2 separate regions of the Sus scrofa genome follow, and region 1 is linked to region 2. A link is a contact called in public Hi-C data. All regions are on one chromosome and are shown on one strand. The core of a region is the stretch at or near the end of the contact, and the rest is flanking DNA. Distances in the headings are between cores, read along the strand shown.

Region 1 (6,664 bases), core at 1,878-4,377, 460 kb before region 2:
TCCTCAGAGATTTGCTGAATGATTTAATCTAGTCACTCAAATTTATAAACCTGGTTTCTCTAATGTTTATCGGTTAAGTTCATATGCTTGTCAGTGAAGGCCAGGCCCAGCAACAGATGAAAACCGCTAATTGGGAAAACCCTGAAAAACCTCCAAAATTACAACCAGAAGACCAGGCTGCTAACTTGTTATATGATCAGTCAGGTTCCAACAATCACTGGGCTGCTTCATTGAGCAAATCCTAGGGCTTTTCCAAAGCCTGTTGATTGGAACAAAATTCAGGCCTGCCCATAAAAATCTGATGAAACTTTTCATGATTTTTATAATATACTTCAGAATGCTTTTAAAGAAAATTCTGATCTGCCTTCCAGTGTTGATTCCACTCAGATAACTTTTAATTCTGTTTACTAATGGGTTGAACCAGGACTTTTCCCTTCTAGGAAAAAGGATCAGGATGAAATGGGAAATTATGTTCACTTCATATTTAGATAATCTGGCAAATCATCTTTTTCACCTTCTAGGTGAATCACCTGAAAGAAATACTGCCAAAATTCTTAAACATCAGCTCTAGCAAATAAAGGATCCTAAACAAAACCAAACCCCTACCAGTTTCTGCCATCATTGCAAAGATCCAGAACACTGGAGAAGAGGCCATTACAAATTTAAATGCTTTAGTTGCCTCTGACTTCTAGCTAGTCTTCCCCACATAGTTCCAATTTTCAGAGATATCTATGGGGCTCTTCCCTATCAGAAGGTAAGGATCTACGGGGGTCTTGTCAATCCTTCCTCTTAATCAGCTTGAAGAAACATTTCTCCAGATTGGAGATGGATCTCTTCCAGTTCTGATGCTGAAGCCACACTTTTGGTGCTCAGCTCTGCTCTTATGAAACAATCCCTGACTCAGAGTACTGAAACAGTTAAAATAGTCGGAATCTTTAAGGAACCCCAAGAGGTTTCTATCTCCGAACCTCTTCCCCTTTGTTCAGGCCCTTTGAGAGATGCACACCATTTTTCTCCTTAGTTCTTCCACCCCATCCATTTTTTGGACCAGGAATTCTTAGAGAAGGATCATGCTGAATGTCTTTTTCCTAAAAGGGTTATATAATCCTAGAAATTGACAGTAGTCATCAAAGTAAACCATCAAGTGCATTAAATGATCCTTTGACATCTTTTATTTGTTCCATTTCTGATAGTACTTGTGCAGATTCTGAAAACATTAATCCATTTTTTTTCTCTATCAAATCGGCTACCACTTTCCTTATGAGCACAATCTCTATCTGATTGCTAGAAAAATTCATAGTCCACCTCCCATCAAAATTCAAGTAGACCCTCAAAATATCTTCCCAACATTAACTAATACCTTGTAAGGAAAGAAGCCCTTCGGAGCATAAAGCCCATTGTAGATTACAAGTCTCAGTGCCTCATTATCCTCTGTGCTGGCCCCTATAACACTCCCATTTTACTGTTAAGAAAAATCTAAGGGCCAAGGGTGGAGTTTTGTCTAGGACCTCTGAGAAGTAAACAACATCGCTCTCTCTCAGAATCTTGTTGTTCCTAATACATGACTAATGTCGATTTCTTTTGGAATTAAATTCTTTACCATGATTGATTCGTGAGTGCATTTTTTAGTATTCCAGTTGAAGAATCTAGCCAATACCTTTTTGCCTTCACTTGGGAAGAAAAGCAATTCACTTTGACAATAATGCCTCAGGGTTTTACTGAGAGTTATTATTTCTTACAAATCCTGAAGACTGATCTGGATGATATAAACTTCCCTAGAGTAGAACCTAAGGTTCTACTTTGTTGCAATGTATTGATGATTTGCTTTTTGATCTCCTCAAGCCTCCTCAGAGGAAGACCACATCCCCTTGCTAAAGATTTCATCCTGAAAGGGACGTAAGGTCGCCAAAGAAAAATTACAGTTTGCCTAAATCCTAATTCAATATTTAGGGCATCTGATATTGGAACCAGCACTACACCTAGATCCAAATAAAGCTCTTGGTGTCCTTAGTTTTCCCAAACCAAAAACTAAGTGTCAATTGAGGTTTTTCTTGGTGTAATTGTTTATTGCTGAAATTGAATTCCAAATTTCTTTCTTGTGGACAAATCACTTTATGCTTTAGTCTGTAATAACAACCTTGACCCAGTTTTATGGGAAGAATTACACAACACATCCTTCAAGGCCTTAAAGAAACATATAATAAACTCATCTGCCCTTGGGCATCCCAAAGATTAGATTTCTTTTGTTCTTTTTGTATACAAAAAGGAAGTGAATGCCCCCTGGGTACCCCTAAAACATGGGGACCACCAGCAATACACAGGGTATTGTAACCAGCAACTGTGTCCTGTGGCATGAATATACTGCTTTTGCCTTAGACTCCTTATGGCCACAGCTCTTTTCTTTAAGCACTGTGAGAAAACCATTGTGAGATCCCCTTTAACAGTTTTTGTACCTCATACAGTAGAAATTCTCCTAAATTCTCATCACATTCAACATTTCTCAGCCAGCCACCTCACCTCTATGTAGTCCTTTTGTTAATTGCTCTTCACATAACTATTTTGTTATACTAATCTTAACCCTGCTACTCCTCTCCCCATGTCACTGAAATGCTGATGGATCACCACCTGACTCTTTGTGATGATCTCTACGAAATTGCATTGGGTAAGTTGGACTTCTCATGGTTCACTGATGGTTCTTATTTAAAAGGTGACAGAAGCAAATATTTTTCTGGGCAGGCTAATACAACTCATCTTGATGTTGTTGAGGCAGCATCTTAACCTGTGATTACTTTGGCCCAACAGGCTGAATTATGCACTCTTACATGGGCTTGAACCTTGACAAAACTGTCAGCGTTTATAATGATAGTAGATATGCTTTAGGAGTAGCTCATGATTTTGGCATATTGTGGAAGCAACTTGACTTCCACACTTAGTATGGAAATAAAATTTAAAATGGCCCTATATTCAAGAATTATTGAATGCAATACTTTACTATACCTCTAGGTATCATTAGGAATCTGTCATTCTAAACCTGCCTCTCTGGAAACTAAAGGAAATCACCTTGCTGATGTTTCATAAGGAGTGTTGTCTTGTAAAGGAACCAGTGGTAGCCAAACCTCTGCTTCAAAGGGATATAAAAATATCTCCTACATAATAACTTGGAAAAATCAGCTAGAGAAGCCCAACTTTAACCACACTAAATGAAAAACAAGATTGGAAATTCAACATTTTTTGGTATAGGAAAAAGCTCTAGTTTGAACGAAATAATCACTTTGTCCTCCTGTAGACTCTTAAAATTCCCACTTCTCATCGGGTACAGGCAGCACACCCTTGGTCTACTGACCAAAAGATAGTCTTCATTAATCAGTAATTTGTGGAGAAACATTAACATGGTTGCACAAAGCATCTGTCTCACTTGTCCCACTTGTCCAAAGTACAACCCAAGGAAACCTGTTTGTACTGCTCTTGGACACTTTAAACTGTTGAATGGACTTTTCAGTATTTGGCAAACAAATTTCATCCAACTTCCTTAGAGATTTTAGTCTGATCTGTCCATTTTCACAATAGACTGAAGCCTTCTTTTTAAGATTGCCTCATCTGTGACCAAAATACTTTTGGAAAAGTTACTCCTACCTAGAGAATCCTTTCAAACTTCATAGTGATTGAAGAACCCATTTCACTGACCAAGTCATTCAACCAGTCTGTACTTTTGGGCCAGTTTTACACTTTCATTGTTTTAACCACCCTCAGGCCTCTGGTATGGTCAAATGTCTAATGACATTATTAAGCCTCAACTGGCAAAATTTGTAAAGGCACTCCAAATATTTTTATTTAAATCATTGCCTTTAGTCCTTTTAAATCTCAAATACATCCTTTTTGGAACTCATAAATTCTCATTCTTTGAAACAGTCATAGGACACCCAATGCACTAGGCTTCTGTTTCTTTTGACCTATAACTGATAAAAGGAAAGATACTCTCATATTGTAAAGACCTAATTGCTTCTGTTAAGAAGAACCATGCATTAGTAGAACAGTTGTTTTATAGTACACCTCTGGGAGATGAAGAACTTAAGCATCACATCTTGTACCTAGGAGATTTTTTTCTATTGAAAAAACAAACAAATAAACAAAAAGACAACCAAAAAGAATCCCAAACAACCAAAACAAACAAACAAACAAACAAAAACCATCTCCATGAGAACTTTCTACAACTTCACTCTAAAGGCATTGCTGATTCACTCTTGTGACACCAAACGCCGAGGAGTGGGTCTTGGTGCCATACCTTGACTGGAACTGCCCCATTACCTGGTGGCCTAAAAGTAAAGATATCCCAGAGTTGAAATAAATGACATCTGATGAGACAGCTTACCCAAGATATCTTGACAAAGCCTGTTGGAAGTTTGTAGCCAAACTTTTAAAGATAATGTGGCACCTCAGATGATCTCCAGTGTCTGTGATCTTGATATCATATGGTCTTTAGGTAAGAAGTAGGTGAGAGTCCTTCTTCCTATCCCTCATTGTTATGCAAATGTGACCTTACTAGGTTTCCAGTCTGTGTGATTTTCCTCCAACATGAGATACTACATCCAGGGAAGGCCCTTCCTGACATTGTGGTACATAAAGGTGCTGAAGCTAGAAAATCTGAGTGATACTTTCATAGAAAGATCTTCTGACTGAAACACAGAAATGTAAAGATTAATAGTCAGAAAACTTAATTAAAGAGAGATGGGAGAGTAGAAGAGTGAGTTTTCACACACACTGAGATGATAACAATGTCCCACTGGAAAAAGAAAGAATTTCTTTCCTGGCAAGAATGCAGCCAATAAAAAACCATGGACTCCTGTTTACTACAGCCCTCCCAATTCCCTTTTCTTCCCTATGAAAGCAATCTCTTTCCCTTGCTGTGTGGGGACTTGCACATGGCTCACCATTGTTATGGAGGCTGAATTGCAGTTCTCTGCTGATCCTGAATAAACCCATCTTTGCTGGAGAAATATATGCCAGTTTTAGAATTTCAGGCAAAAGTTTTATCTACTAAAAACACCCACCAGGCTAGTGACAGAAGATAAATCTCAACAACTTGCCAATGACTGTTAAAATTGAGCCTGAGAGACTAACTTCTACAAGTTCAGTAGCCAATAGGATTGTGAAAATCACTGGAACTTTTGGGAATGATAGCTTTGTTTGGGAACTTAGTATGTGAATACCACCTGTTCTCATGGAGCAGAAGAAGAAGTAAAACTGCTTGCCTCTTCTAGGATGGGATGTTAGTGCCCTTCAAGAAGTTGAAGGAATAAAGTAACACCAAATTCTTTAACTATATAAAATGTTCTTATCTTTTCCATTCAAATTAAAATAAACAACAATAAAACTAGAACAGGAAAGCATAGAAAGCAAGAAAGAGATAAACTAATTACCTGGATTTGGGTTTTCCTGTAGATTATTTATGGGTTAAATTGTGTTTTCTTCAGAGAGATTTATTGAAGTCTTAACACCAGGTACCTCTAAATATAATCTTATTTGAAACAGTGTCTTCACAGATTTAATGAAGTTAAAATGAGGTCATTAGATTGAATCTTAATCCAATATGACTGGTGAAGAAAGGGAAATTAGGTCACAGACATGCCTTTGAATGCCATGTGACAACAGAGGCAGAGATTGGAGTGATGCTTCTATACAAGAGGGAACACCAAGGATTGATGGAAACAACTAGAAGCTATAAGAGGCAAGGAAAGATCCTCCCCTAGAGGCTTTTGGGGAGGATGGCCATGCCAACACCTTGATTTCAGTCTTCTAGCCTTCAGAATTGCAAGATATAAATTTCTGTGTCTTGTTTTTAAGCAGTATAATCTATAGTATTTTGCTATGGCAGGCCTAGGAAAATAATACCAGGTTATTTTTACTTAGAATGCTATGTATATATCCACCTAAAATTACCCTCATAATCCTCATTCCAATTATTTACAGGGATAATAAGGTGCTTACCCAAAAGCCCAGGTCACTAGTTTGGTTTCTTTTATATATATTTTCAATGAATTACCCTAGCTTTGTGTATCTGGGATTATTTTTTAATTGAACTACTTTATAGATATATTCCTTACATGGATGCGCATGTCCATTAAAAGTTACATGCTATAGAAGTTCCCTGATAACCTAGCAGATTAAGGATCTGGCGTTTTCACTGCTGTGGCTTAGGTCATTGCTGTGTCACAGGTTCGATCCCTGGCCCAAGTACTTCTGCATGCTGCAGCATGCCAATGTAAAAAAATATAATAATTTGTATGCTATAATAAAAATAATATGGTAATGATTAGGTCTTTATATTACACATTGAAAGAATATACAGCCATATTTCAGTATTTTAAATTGTTTGTTAGCAGTAACCCCTGGATAAAAAAGTGTATTCCTGACCCATAATGCCCAACAAAAAATCTCTGGTCAGACACTATATTCAAGATTATTGTTGTCTGGTTTTTAAAACTTAAATTCCTTCCTGTCTTCATTAGAATGCAGATTTTTCAATTTTCTGTAATCAAAGATGATTATACTTCTTTCTATATGCTAAGGTCAACCCCCTGCCCTGTAGTACTATATATATTGTTAGAGATGTAAAAGGATTTTTTAAATTTCATTTTATTTCCCTTTACATTGCATCACCATTTCC
Region 2 (7,298 bases), core at 1,698-4,197:
CCTCAGTAGCTCAGATAAGACCTGACTCCTCCTTCCCTCAAAATTCGTTTGCTTATTTGCCTCTATAATTAAGGCTCCTTTCCTTTTCTCTGAGATGTTCCTTGTTGATGAATACTGTACCTATAGTGACAGCCTGAATTAAATCATCACCTTAATTGTTCAGTACATTGTGTATGACGTTTGGTGAAAAGGCCAAAGTCAACATCCAGTTCTTTTTGCTGTTAACATGATTCTGAGGTATCAGATATAAAAAATGCCACCTCAAATGGTTTTTTGTTTTTTTTTTTGTTTTTTTGTCTTTTTGCATTTTCTTCAGCCCCTCCCACGGTGTAGGGAGGATCCCAGGGTAGGGGTCTAATCTAAACGGAGCTGTAGCCACCAGTCTACGCCAGAGCCACAGCAACAGGTTGGGAGGTTTTTTGGTGGGGTTTTTTGTTTGTTTTTTTGTTCTAGAACTTTCTGTGTAATACTACCATGAATATGTCTTCTTCTTCAAATATAATAATGGCAAAGAAGTGTCCATTTGTCCAATGTACCAGACTAGTTATCAGATCTTCTTCAGCAGTTAGTCCTTAATATTTATGAAACAGGAAGAAAGGGGGCAGGGCATAATGCTTAAAAAATGACCTAGTCCTTGAGGATATAATAAAAACAGATTAGAACCAACTAGGTCCAAGATAGTGGATGATTTGACCTCCAGTGGACCTTGAGCTTCATTATACACTCCTTATAATACATTGGCTGAATGACATGCCCACAGGTGCCATGACAATTCCAACCATAAAAGGCCAAAAAATAGGTGGTGGCTGAATTCCTGGAAATCCCTTCCACTTCCCTGAAATGGTTGCAATAATTCTCCCACTCATTAGCCTATAAAAGTGCTCAGCTCAAAAAAATCCACCTCATACTTTGGGGCCTCTCACCATCTGAGATGGCCTACACCATGGAGTGTGTTTCGCCCAGAGCAGCTCTCTTGCTTTTTGAGATGACCCACACTTTGCCCATCTCTCAATAATTCTACTTCTTACCTATGACTTTGCCTCTCTCTGAATTCCTTCCACGTGGAGACATAAAGAACTTGAACTTCAGTTAAGTCCTAGGACCAGGTGTGTGATTTTAATTAAAAACCAGTGGGTTCAAGTCCCAGTCTGAGTCTTGGCTGGGTTAGAGTCCCAGCACATGGGTTCGAGTCTTAAACTAAGGTGTATGGTTTCATGAGTAGCTGCCATTTATTAAATGTGTACTAAATTCCAAACATTTTTGGAGCATTTTCTACTTTATCTTCATTTGTAAAAATAGGCATGAATATGTACTTTTTATAAAATTGAAAGAGCGAAGGACTCTTTTCTCTTCCCACCCTTTTCAAAACCTAATAGGAACACATTCCCTCTTACTAAGATCTGTTGAAAACAAAGCTAAGACTAACAAAGGGGCACTAGGCACCAAGACTCATGGTAGAAGAGATCAAATCACTGTCACTGTAATAATTATCAAAGACTTTTTAGAATAGTACACAGGCAAAAGGCTGAAAGAGTCAAAGTCAAATTATCCTGCAAATGAACGAGCTACAAAAGCTAAAAGTGTTCTAAATAGTCTCATCTATATTTTCAATTTAGGACCCAAAAAGACTGGATGTAGCTGGAAAGGAACTGAAGCTAGAGGTTGAGGCAAATAGCAGTGGTACTCTAGAATAGCAGAGCAGAGGAATTAAAGACAGAGAAGGTCAAGTGCATTGAGCTGCTATGGATGCAACAGGAGTTATGATCTGTCTGGAGATTGAAGGACTCAGGAGCTGAGATGAAAAGTTTAATGGAAGAGAAATGACAGGAAGTTCCCTGAGGACTCCTTATAGAAAGATGCGCCCCAAACCAGAGAAAGGACTATTGTGTACACTCTTCTGGATTTCTCGTGTGTGCTTTGCCAGGTAACAATAAACGTTTTAATAATAAATAGTATAATTACTCCTTTCTACCAGTGAGAGTATTAGTAGGAGATTTTCAGTCCATGCATACCTGCCTCTAATACATGATCCATTCATTTGTTCTTTCAATCTGCCTTCCTTTTCTTTTTTCTTATTTCTTTGCCTTTCTCTCTCCCTTACTTCTTCCTTTTTTACCAACTGCTTTCTTCCCTTTTTTCCTCCTATTTTAACTATTTTTTCTCTTTACCACTGACTACTTTGTCTTTTATCTGAAGAAGTCAAGAGTTACTAAATAACTTGGTTTTAGTTAAGGATGGGGGAATTCAGTGGTCATATAAGTAAAACTAGCAGGATAAATTCTATTAATTTTCTTATGAAAAGTGTCCTGCAGTCCTGAGATTTAAATTTCACAGAGCAGTTTTCTGCACAAAGCTTGTGATGTGCCAGCCTCAGGTTATTTATTTACAATCGTATTTCTTGCTGAGGTGAAAGGTAAGCAAGGAATGAAAGCAATTATCACAGTTTTTTTCACTAGGGCTGTCACTGCAAAGTGCCCCTGTGACACAGCCTGACACTTTTAATGAATTCCCAGGGTTATGCAACAATGCTACTAACACCCACATCTGTCACTCAGAAATAGGGATTTTCCTTCTGTTCTTGAGCTTGGATGCTAACATTCTTTGTCCCAGCTAATGAGGATCTGACTTTTTATTCTGGAACAGAGCACTTTAATAATGTGTCTCCACAGATCACACTGAACAAACCCTTAAAGTGTGATTCAATCAGATCTAATTCCAAATACAATGTTTAATACTACTTCAGTGGAAGATGCTTAGAGGCTTTTTGTTTAGATACAGCTGCACATATTGAGGAGTGAAAAGGCCCACAGTTAGATTTCCCATTTTCCTCTTTACAATTGCACTGCCTTGCCTTAAGTCCATTTCTATTTGTGTGCTTGCACACCTCTTTACTGACAGGGATTTCTGAAAAATTGTTTTGTTGAACTCTGGCAGAAATGCATGGCTGCCCAGCACTATTTAACAGTCTGTGCTCGGTGGGGAAAGCTGGCTTCTGTAAGTCACAGACTCTTGCCTCCCTACGCAAACCTGATTTTAAAGAGTCTCTATTCAACCTGCTTTGTTGTTAGGAGAGACCAAAATAGTGATGAGAATGATATAAGGTGTGTGCAAACATAGGAAAACTGTTTTGTTTTTTTTAAACTGGATTTTCAGGGACTAAACCCATAGTATCAGCACTGGATGTGAGTTTAAACAAGAGTTATGATAAAACTTGAGCATCTTAGGAAGAAGGGGCACATTCTGAAGAAGGCATCTGCCAATAGGCCTGTCTCTGGAGGGTAACAGATGCCTAAGATATATGGTGCAGTCATAACAGAGGGTGTGAATGCAGCCTTAGTTTGGGAAAGTCTAATTCAGTAGGTTAATGACAGTAAGTGAGCTGGGTCTGGGAAAGTCCAAGTAGTGGATAATATGAATGGTTAATATTAACACAAATGTGCAGTGCTGGACAGATTTCAAGTTCTTAGTCCACTCAGAGAAGAACACCAGGAAAGAGCTGGAGAGATCACAGTAGATAGGATCCAGCTAGGAAAAGCTATGGAGGATATCCAACCCCAGAAAGTGAACTGAGGGTGAGAAGGGACTTCAGTACCAGTGGAAAGCTTAGGAACCACATTCTAGAACCAACTTGGAAGCCCAATGATGCTGTTTCAACAAAGAAGAGGTGAAAGACAGGAAAAGGCAAAAGAGAGAACTGGCAGAGTGGGTTAAATTTTAAGTAAAGTGCTCATTAAGCAACTGACCAGTAAGCCAACAGGTGTAAGGTTAAAGGACTTTGGCAAAGTGGACTTTTCCCAGTGCAGAGAGGGTAAATGGGCAGGCTGAAATCTGAAGAGCCCAGAGGTGCCTGAGATAAAATCAGATCAAAGTCAATGAAGTTCGTTACATGTCCCGAGGTTGAGGTTCCAGTGATTTTTAACAGGTGTCCTACCAAGATCAGTGTTGGTTAGTAACTGAGGGAAGCTTGAGGTGCAGGTAGAAAGCTTGAGTGGCACCAGCAGAGAATGGCTGGAAAAAGGCTGAGACTGATGAACAAGTGAAAAATCACATAAGGTTTAGAAATAAATTCTAATTAATCAATTAAGTTTAAGATCGCATATTCAAGACCTAGGTTCTAAATAATAAATGCTGAAAAGGGTTTGGAGAAAAGGGAACCTCTTACAGTGTTGGAGGAAATGTAAATTAGTAAGTGCAGCCACTGTGGAAAACAGTATGGAGGTTCCTCAAGAAACTAAAAATAGAGCTACTAAATGATTCAACAACCCCACTCCTGGGCATCTATCCAGAGAAAAGCATAATTCAAAAAGATACATGCACTCATGTTCATAGCAGCACTATTTACAATAGCCAAGACATGGGAACAACCTAAATGTCCATCAACAGATGAATGTAGAAAGGAGATGTGGTATATATACAAATGGAATACTATTCAACCACTAAAAAGAATGAAATAATGCCATTTGCAGCAACATGGATAAAACTAGAGACTGTCATATTAAGTGAAGTAAGTCAGAAAGAAAAATACAAATACCATATGATATCACTTACATGTGGAATTAAAATATGACACAAATCAACATATCTATGAAATAAAAATATATACATAGATATAGAAAACAGGCTTGTGGTTGCCAAGGGGAAGGGAAGTAGGGGAGAGAAAGACTGGGAGTTTGGGATTAGCAGAGGGAAACTATTATACATACGATGGGTAAACAACAAGGTCCTACTGTATAGCACAGGGAAAAATATTCAATATCCTGTGATAAACTATAATGGATAAAAATATGAACAAATATATATGTATAACTGAGTCATTTTGCTATTTAGCAGAAATTAACACACCATCATAAATCAATATACTTCAATAAAAAATTTTTTAAAGATATAGATTCTGCTGCCACTGCTTTTAGTACAATAAAGACAAGGAACCTAACATTCCTTGATATATATATTTAATCTTCCTATACTCGTGCCATGTTTAGAGCCTTCATTTATACTTGAGAAAATCTGAAAACATCTTTCTGAAGATCCCACAACTGAATGATGATTTAACATTAAGTATCTTTACTTCTGGAAGGCAGCATACACATTTCTACTTCTTAAACACTCAACAAACAAGAAAATAGGAAACGATATTAGGGCCACGTGTCCAACATTCTGAAAGAAACGGCAGTTTTGATTTCTATCACAATTCCAGACAAGTTTCCTACATCCCCCAAATCGCTGGCCTATGTAACTGGAATATAAGCCATCGCTTTGTGAGTCCTGGCTAAGGACACTACCTTCCAGGAGGTCCCTTGGGGTGATAGTGGATTGTGAATAAGGGGAGGAAAATGTTGGCCTATTAGTCAATGAAAGATTTGGCAATACTAAAAAATGTTACTCTGTACTGCTTGCTAGGTAGTGAAACATGGGCATATGATTCATACTTGTATAGAACAATTCCCTCTCAGCCTTCCAGCACCAATATCATAATAAGAATTCTATTGTGGTGGCAGAATTTTTTCTCTGAAATCTCTAGCTTTAGGATAGACAGCCTTATGCTTATATCCCCTGGGTCTACTACTTACTAGCTGGGAACCTAATTTGTACTCTCAAGACTTAGTCTCCTGGTCTTGTAACACACATAATTTAGTCTAATCGAAAATGTTAGTGGGAAGATTAAATGAGTCTAGTGCTACCTCTAGTAGGTAGCAAGTTGGTATTCAATAAGTGTGAGTTCCTTTCCTTGCCTCATTTCCCTTTCATGAAAATCACTTGATATTTTAGCAGTCTGTACAAAACCAGAAAGTCCTAAGAGATTGGAAGCTCAGTGCAGACTTCCAGGTTAGGATCCCTTTCTACAGGGTGAATTTTCTGGGAACAGTTTTCTTCCACTCAGGGCTGCCCCATATGGTTGTACAGTTTGTGCCCTGAAGACCCATTCACAGGACAGATCTTATTCATTTGTTTATTTATGACAACAATTTACTGGCAGATGGCAGTGTTTTGTTCAAGCAAAATCAGTATATCACAACAATTTTCCAACAGATAGAAGTAAAGTGTCTTGAGGAATGGGTGTTTTTGATGTCCAGAGGTATTTCGTGTGCCAGCAAAGGCCTTGAACCTGCTTTGCCTGAATGTTTTTTTATTTCTGTATGGCCTAAAATTGCACCAACTAGATTCATTTGGTTTAATATATATTCTTTTTTAAACTTTTTATTGTCTTTTTAGGGCTGCACCTGTAGCATATGGAAGTTCCCAGGCTAGGGGTTGAATCAGAGTTGCAGCTGCTGGCCTATACCATAGCCACAGCAACGCCAGATCCAAGACACGTCTGTGACCTACACCACAGCTCACAGCAAAACTGGATTCCCTAACCCATTGAGCAAGGCCTGGGATTGAACCCACATCCTCATGGAAATATGTTCTTAATCCACTGGGCCACAACAGGAACACCATGTTTTAATATATAGTCTTAAAAAATTATTAACTCTAAGTCATTCATGCCTGCTGCATTTAGGCCTTATTTTTACTACCCTGAGATGTCTCTGGGGAAATAGGTCCCACTATCTCGCTCTGGAAAGATGTAACCTCTAGTTTCCAGGGCTCCTTGATATTCAAACAGATGAGAAAGCCCAGGCTGTGAAGAAACATGAGCAACCAATGGAGAATTTCCTCTCAACACCTATCCCCACAAATAAATGCAGTGTAATAATACCATTACAGGAGAGTAAATAGGGACTAATAATTCCATATTCTACACTCTGCCTAATATTTCTATTAAGCTTAAATCGATACAATTAATAACATAAAAATGTATGAGGGATTCTATGTCATGCTAATTTTAGAGTGTAAGTAGGTGTTCTAACTTAACACTTACCAAAGTCATAATTAAATAAATATAAGGTACCTGTACTGCACAAGAATTAGTATAGTGTTATTTTAAAGTACTTAGATTACTTGTAAATATATATACCAAACTTTGGAGAAACCATTAAAAGTATTTTTAAAAGAAGTATGATGGATATACTTAGAGGAGAGAAAATAGAATCATAAAATGCTGCTCAATTCAAACCAAGAAGGCAGAAAAAGAATGAAGACCAAAAAAAAAAAAAAAAAAAGTCCATGATTTTCTTTTCTGTGGAAAGGTTCATTTGTGCTATATATTAGATTCCAGATATAAGTGATATCATATGGTATTTGTCTTTCTCTTTCTGACTTATTTCACTCAGGATGAGTCTCTAGTTCCATCCATGTTGCTGCAAAGGGCATTATTTTGTTCTTTTTTATGGCTGAGTAGTATTCCATTGTGTATC

What was found. Hi-C and Micro-C count contacts between places; a contact is called where the count stands out from the background.
Region 1: a contact with region 2 is called in a Hi-C map of liver, with 5 times the contacts expected there. The contact joins two enhancer-like sites. A contact is called at or near these places in 3 of 47 Hi-C or Micro-C datasets (liver and skeletal muscle).

What each region holds. Positions count from the first base shown.
Region 1 is chr6:139,740,899-139,747,562 of Sscrofa11.1, reverse strand. No RefSeq gene overlaps it. Among named protein-coding and RNA genes, the nearest start is that of FPGT, 790 kb to the right of the region's middle. Within about 2 kb of position 3,127, at least 2 of the 83 cell types and tissues checked have an H3K27ac peak or open chromatin away from gene starts, as enhancers often do. A contact at or near this core is called in liver, where this site is marked.
Region 2 is chr6:139,280,445-139,287,742 of Sscrofa11.1, reverse strand. No RefSeq gene overlaps it. Among named protein-coding and RNA genes, the nearest start is that of FPGT, 330 kb to the right of the region's middle. Within about 2 kb of position 2,947, at least 3 of the 83 cell types and tissues checked have an H3K27ac peak or open chromatin away from gene starts, as enhancers often do. A contact at or near this core is called in liver, where this site is marked.